Linked DNA regions of Mus musculus: region 2 is linked to region 1. The links are chromatin contacts, called in public HiChIP or PLAC-seq maps. All regions are on one chromosome and are shown on one strand. The core of a region is the stretch at or near the end of the contact, and the rest is flanking DNA. Distances in the headings are between cores, read along the strand shown. Region 1 overlaps Cdhr3 (cadherin-related family member 3). Region 2 overlaps Atxn7l1 (ataxin 7-like 1).

The links. HiChIP or PLAC-seq counts read pairs in DNA pulled down with a chosen protein or histone mark.
Region 2: a contact with region 1 is called in a BATF HiChIP or PLAC-seq map of CD8 T cells, with 7 read pairs. The contact joins two enhancer-like sites. A contact is called at or near these places in 5 of 39 promoter capture datasets (cranial neural crest, embryonic stem cells, liver and 2 more), 1 of 15 datasets of contacts at CTCF or cohesin (CD8 T cells), 3 of 484 Hi-C or Micro-C datasets (CD4 T cells, bone marrow-derived macrophages and embryonic fibroblasts), 4 of 115 datasets of contacts at active chromatin or transcription factors (CD8 T cells, bone marrow-derived macrophages, embryonic fibroblasts and 1 more) and 4 of 9 other capture datasets (adipose tissue, embryonic stem cells, liver and 1 more).

Annotation. Positions count from the first base shown.
Region 1 is chr12:33,034,924-33,038,019 of GRCm38.p6, forward strand. Cdhr3 (cadherin-related family member 3) reads right to left here. Exons shown (of 20, transcript NM_001024478.1): 18 at 1,624-1,672; 19 at 1-145. All of the region lies in intron 2 of Gm40874 (a long non-coding RNA gene), which reads left to right. Among named protein-coding and RNA genes, the nearest start is that of Gm40874, 40 kb to the left of the region's middle. Within about 2 kb of position 1,403, at least 89 of the 459 cell types and tissues checked have an H3K27ac peak or open chromatin away from gene starts, as enhancers often do. A contact at or near this core is called in CD8 T cells, where this site is marked.
Region 2 is chr12:33,189,464-33,192,434 of GRCm38.p6, forward strand. All of the region lies in intron 2 of Atxn7l1 (ataxin 7-like 1), which reads left to right. Among named protein-coding and RNA genes, the nearest start is that of F730043M19Rik, 43 kb to the left of the region's middle. Within about 2 kb of position 1,393, at least 28 of the 459 cell types and tissues checked have an H3K27ac peak or open chromatin away from gene starts, as enhancers often do. A contact at or near this core is called in CD8 T cells, where this site is marked.

The DNA of each region.
Region 1 (3,096 bases), core at 153-2,652:
CTCCCTGTGTGTTTAGGGACTGGTGCTTCTCCAGCTGTGCCTCTGTGCTGGGTACTGGGCTCGGGCCAATTCGGCAGCTGGGTTAATGGGCCTTTCCACCTCCTGGCACCAGTTTTTGAGTTGAATTCATATATTTCCCCGGTCACTAGAGGGCAGATAATAAAGCAATCATGGGAAACAAAAAATTAAACAATTCTGTTTGCACCCACGTCTCCTCTGTTCTGTGCTGATGACTGGGGAGGGGTGAGGAAGGCTGGGAGATGTAACCCCACCCCCCACCCCGAGGTGAAAAGCAGTTTGTGAGGAGCCCAGACAGCCTTTCCATGCCCGCCTCTCCGCCAAGCTGTGCAGCCCAGACACTTGGGGCGTCTCTGGATAGGAAGGTTTGCAGGCTCAGCAAGATGAGAGGGCCATGGAAATTTCCTCATTCCTTGTGACCATCCAATAAATTAGGTTCAATTTCTAGTGGGGTTACCCATTAGGATCTGATTTATTTTTGTTTTAAAACGATTCTTGTATCCACCGTAAGAAAAGGAATTCATTAAATAAGTGCAGAGGTCATTGAATCCACCGGGCTGGCAGAGAGTGTAGACACAGACAAACTGTTCGGGGGATGAGGAGGGGCTGCCATTTTAATTGTGTGGGAGCCAGCAGACACTAATTGATGCATTTGTTCACATTAGGCCAGTTGGCTCCTTTCTTCCCTCTTTCTTCTCTCGGGCACATAAGAACTGCAAAAGTCTTCTCCCTGGCTTCTCTTTGTAAGCCTGGGTTTGAGGCAAGCCGGGCTCCTGCCACTGCAAAGCAGCACAAGTGGCCTCTCTCGGCTCAGGATCCCACCAGCACTTATGCTAATGTGGGCACATTATGGTAACAAGTACCTAATAATAGAGGGAAATTTAATTCCAACAGCAGCAGCTTCTCACTGGAGAGGAGCCATCCTCCTTCCGAGGACTGAAGCCGCCGCCGCCGTTTGCATATGAGGGTGGCAGGGAGCCAACACACTTGCCTCCTGAATTTGGTTTCCTTCCCTTTATTCACGTCTATAATTGAGCCTTTGTAAGCCGAGGGATGTGTGTAAAGGAGCTAAATTTGGAGCTGATTTCGGGAGGGTGGGGGCAATGAGAGCTCTGGAGGCCAGCTTTACCTTATGTTCATCATGTCAACCAAATTCTTGGCCCCGGTCTGGGGGTGGGGGAGCCAAACTTGCCACTTCTGCTACTAATAAGACAGCACCAGACGCGTGCAGGAAGGATCGGGTAGGTGAGAGAGGATCAATCCGTGAGCAGGGAAAAGAATATGACTTCTCGAATTTACTAGTTTCTTATACTAGTTTGTAAATAGGCAGTGGGAGAGGAAATGACACCCTAGAGAGCAAGCCTACAGGTGGGAAGGAAGAGCTGAAGTATAGGGCGGGCAGACAGGCAAGCCACGCCCACAAGTCTGTCCCAGCTCCACTGGGCACCCAACTCAGCTGTGTTACAGCCCCAAACGGTCAGCCTCACGTTGGATGAGTGGCCAAGGTGCTGACCAGTACTTAAAAGGACACTGGACACACTTCCGGACTCTTCTAGCCCAGAACACACGAAGCAATCCCCTTAGGTGGAATTGTCTTTTGGTTACCTGGATCTACGGCTTCTCCATCAAAGACAGAGTTCATCTGGATAGATTCCTAAGGCAAAGAGACTGCTTCAAACACAATTCCAAGGTTCTCCCCAGCCAAGGCTACCCATCCTCACAGGCTAAGTTCCTCAGGAAAGACTTGTTTTATTTTATTTATTTAAAAAAACGACAACAACAACAACAACAACAACAAAAAAAAAAAAAAAAAAAAAAAAAAAAAAAAAAAAACCAAGGCTAAGCCCAGACTAGTCTTGAACTTGAAATGTAGCCAAGTCTGCCTTTCCTGCTTTTACCACCATGCCTGGCTTTTCTTGCCCAAAGCAAGCTTTGAGAATATTGATTTATTCGACATCCACTGGGCCATATGTTAGGGACACCATGGTGAACCAAGCAGGTACATCTGTCTACATAACTTGCCACTGACCAACAGAGGTTACAATGAAGACACATGGCTATGCTAGGAGGAGTGTTGAATGCCATGGAACACAGGTGGCCGGCAAGTAATCCAGACTTATGGGTTAAGAAAGAGTCCTGAGAAAAATACTACCTAAGCTATGTAAAAGCAAGAGTTGAAATGCAAAGTGACTTAGACTAAGATTCACATCTCTTGGGGCATCGCTGTCAGGCAGAATCAGAAGTAGGCCCTCAGGAGCACTTACCTTGAGCCTTGGCAACCCTGCCACATACTGCCCTGCAGCTACCTACCTTGCCCCTCACAAAACCAACAAAACCAAAGCCAGGTCTTCCCTAAGCCCCACCCTCCATGATCGGTATTGTGTGCCATCCCTCAGATAGATCTGAACTCTGTCTAAGGTGCCTGTCCCCAGTCCATGGGCAGCTTTTCACTATATGATACCCCCCATACACACACACAAAGTGGCAAAAACAAGGTCTTCAGCATGCTAGCAAGAAACTATTTAGGGAGCAGCAGTCTTTTCAACGTGGGTTTCCCTTATAGGTACCATCTATCCACTTCCCCATAGCTCTTGGATGCTGAAGAGAAGAAGTGAGAATCTCATGTGTTTCAACTACTAGACCATCTAAAAAGCCCCACATTTTATGTCACGAGGGTTTATTTATTTATCAATGTGGCATAGTTTAAAGGCCATCTATGAGTGGCATTACCCAGGTACCCTAGGGTGCTTCTTTTAGATGGTAAGACCTTGGAGTCCCAGGGTTAATTCTTCGTTCCATTAGTAGACTAACCTGAAAGTAGAAGCACTAAGATATTGAGTGCAAATCAAAGATCTTCCTTTAGCTGCACTGATGGCTACCCCTCCCCATGATACATATTTACCAAAAGTATGTGTCTTAGATCATAACAAGGTTTGTCATGGGGGTATCAGAGAAGAGATAAGGGAAGTTATCAAGTTTTATTTCTTCCCAATGAGTCTATCAAGCTCAGTAAGAGAAAGCAGAAGAGAGTAAGATGTGAGTGCTCGTTTGAGTGAGAATGGCCCCCATAAGCTCTTA
Region 2 (2,971 bases), core at 143-2,642, 150 kb after region 1:
CCTTGCCACTGTTACACTGTTACTCGGTGGGCGTGGCTTGTCCAGACAGTCATTCTTGTAAGGCTGGTGCTGACTTTTGTCCTCAGTAGCTTGCACAGCTCCTTTCAGCACTAAGGGAGAGAGCCAGTAGGGATGGAACTTCTAAGTCAGCCAGCTTGGTTTCTTCTTGTTCTACAACTCAAGCATGTGATTTCTTCAACCTTAGGGTTTTACTATCTAGTTCCAGAGGGTAACCCAGAGACGGCAATAGCCTGTAATGTTTGGGGGTCCATGGGACCTTTCTGGTCAACAACTTCAAAAGATGTAACCCATTCCTAGACTGGGCTGTTTATTTGATAGTGTGTGGTGTCTAGTAGAGATGTTGTCAACTTGTTTTAGCTAGGAGGTTTTATCGCCTGCAAAGCATGAATCTCTCAACACCAAACCCATTAGTATGGTCAGTGCGCTACCTCTACACCCCAGCTACCAGCTGCTTTTTGGATTCATCCACTACCCCAGACACCTTTCCCCCTGCTCTTGAGAAGTGATGGCATAAAGGGGACAAGTCCAACAGGAGCCCTCACCACCAACATCAATGTTACCAGTACTGCCACCACCACTCAGAGAGAAAAACAAAAATCCAAAGGTGGCCATCCCCAGTCTTCAGCTAGTACACTTGTAGATGCTTTCCCGAGAAGCATGATTCCCCGGGCCCCATGGCTACCATGGACTTTTTGCTCTAGACATTATGGGTTTGGAAAGAGGGAATGCTGTGTTGCAAAGCAGCGGTACCATCCCCGAGGCATGAGAATTTTGCTGTGAACAGCTCATATGCCAGCAAGGGCTCAGTGGCTTCCGTGGGACAGCGCTGTGGGCTGATGGTGCTGAGTCAATGAACTCTACAGCAATGTCACTGGAGGGTGTCTGGGGCTTACAAATTTTGAGTACGTGCAATGTCACCACAGAGCAAAACCACATTTCTGGCATCCACCAAAGTCAAGGATTAATTATGCAGGGGGAAAAATAAGATGTTCCAAGTAGCTGTTAATAAAAGTGCTAGAAGGATGGTAGCAATAATCACAGTGAACTCTACTGAGCACTTAACTTGAAGCCAGCTTGCCCTAGGTATGCCAAGAACAAGCTCACTTAATGCTCAGAGGTTTCATGATTAAGGAAACTGAAGACAAGAGGTTGAACCGTTTGAACGCAGATCCTTCTGTCTCTGGGGCCTCTGCCTATAAGCAGTCTATCCTTCTGCCTATAACCTGAGTCATCTCAAGCCACCCACTGTACTGTGTTTAGAACCCCAGACTTCCACTGCCAGGTCAAGAATTCCCTGAAGCAGGGAATATGCTATGTTGTTCTATTGTGGCCCTGTCTTCCAAGCCCTCCCCCGTCACGGGAAGAGGGGGTTGGAACGTGTTAGTCTGTAACATCTGCAGCCCAGCAGAAGGGAGATGCCCAAAGGGAAGGGAGATGTCAGAATGCCTGGTCTTTTTATGGCTGGGGATGTTCTGTCTTTCCTTCTACATCCTGGCTTCTTTACGTGGCCAGCTACAGCTCCTCTCCAGTATTTTGCATCTTCTTCCACTCCCAGGGTCTCATTCCCTGCTTCCCTCTGTGCCCTTCCTTCTCTCCAGCAGCCCTGCTCCCTGCAGACATTCCATTGTCACTCACTTGTCTCCCAATACCTGACAGTGTGCACATTGTGAGAATTTTCTCAAATATCAGTTTGAAAAGCTTCAGCTCCTGTGACCTTCAGTCATCAGATTTACACGAACGGAGGACATCTGACTGGGAAACACACTTCTTATGGAATGCAAGAACACATCAGTGGGGTTTGCTTTTCTTTCATTTTAAATCATATTTTTACGATGTAAACATCCATTTTTAAGATTGTTGAACATAAAACGTATATAGTTTTTTTTTAAATGTTAACCCAGAGATTAGAGAGGTAGCTTGGCTGTTAAGCACCCTGCTCTTCCAGAGGAGTCAGGGTCAGTTCCCAGCCCCCACATGGTAGCTCACATCCATTTTTACCTTCAGTTCTAGTGGGTTGGATATGCTCTTCTGGCATCCACAGACACTGGGCACATATATAGATCAACATGCCTACATACTTGTAGGCAAAACAGTACAGATAAAATAAGATTAGAGTATAAATAAATAAACCAAAAGCTAACCCCAATGCAGAAAACTGCTTAAAACCAATAACACATTCGTGAGGCGGGGCCATCTTCAGACCACTTTGAGCCTCTCCTGCTGACCAGTATTCTTTCCTCAAAAATAAGGGATCCTGACATTTCAAGGACAGGTTAAACTCAGTGCAGAGGTTTCTCTCTCCCAGGTAGAGTTCAGCAGTAAGGGATAAGTCCTGGCGGTCTTCCTAGCTCCAATGCTTCGCAGCCCCAGGTAGTTCTGGCTCTCTTCTGGGTTGAAGTATTTCCTTTCCCTAGAGTTAAAGGTTTTTCCTGAAGCTTTACCCTGAGCCTTTGCTGGCCTCCTACGCAGCCTGAACGTAAGCTTTGATTTCAAAACTTACCCAAGACTGGCCAACCCTTTGAAGACGCCTTTCCTTAATTACCGTGAAGTTGGTAGATGGCGAGAAGGTTCATTTGTTTTAGACTAAAGCTGTGCTATGCATACTGGACATTCAGCCTTGAATTGGGGCCCCTGATAGGAGTTTTCTATTCTCTCACATTGCCTGTTATGAGAGTCTCACTGGCTGTAGGTGTTTTTTGGCAGGAATTCAGGGTGTTTGGGATGTGTTTGTGAGATGTCAGTCATTTCTTCCTGGCTTCACCTGAGGTCCCATGTAATCACATCACATTCCTTTTAAGATCTTTAACTTTCTCTTTCCTAAGGACAGTACACAGAACCCCCCAGTACCTTTCCCCAGATCCAGCTGTATCAGCATGCTCCATTGGCTTTATCAGTTAGTTAGTCGTGGCCTGGGGAGGGGAAGAGAGACAGAGAGATCCAGACATATATC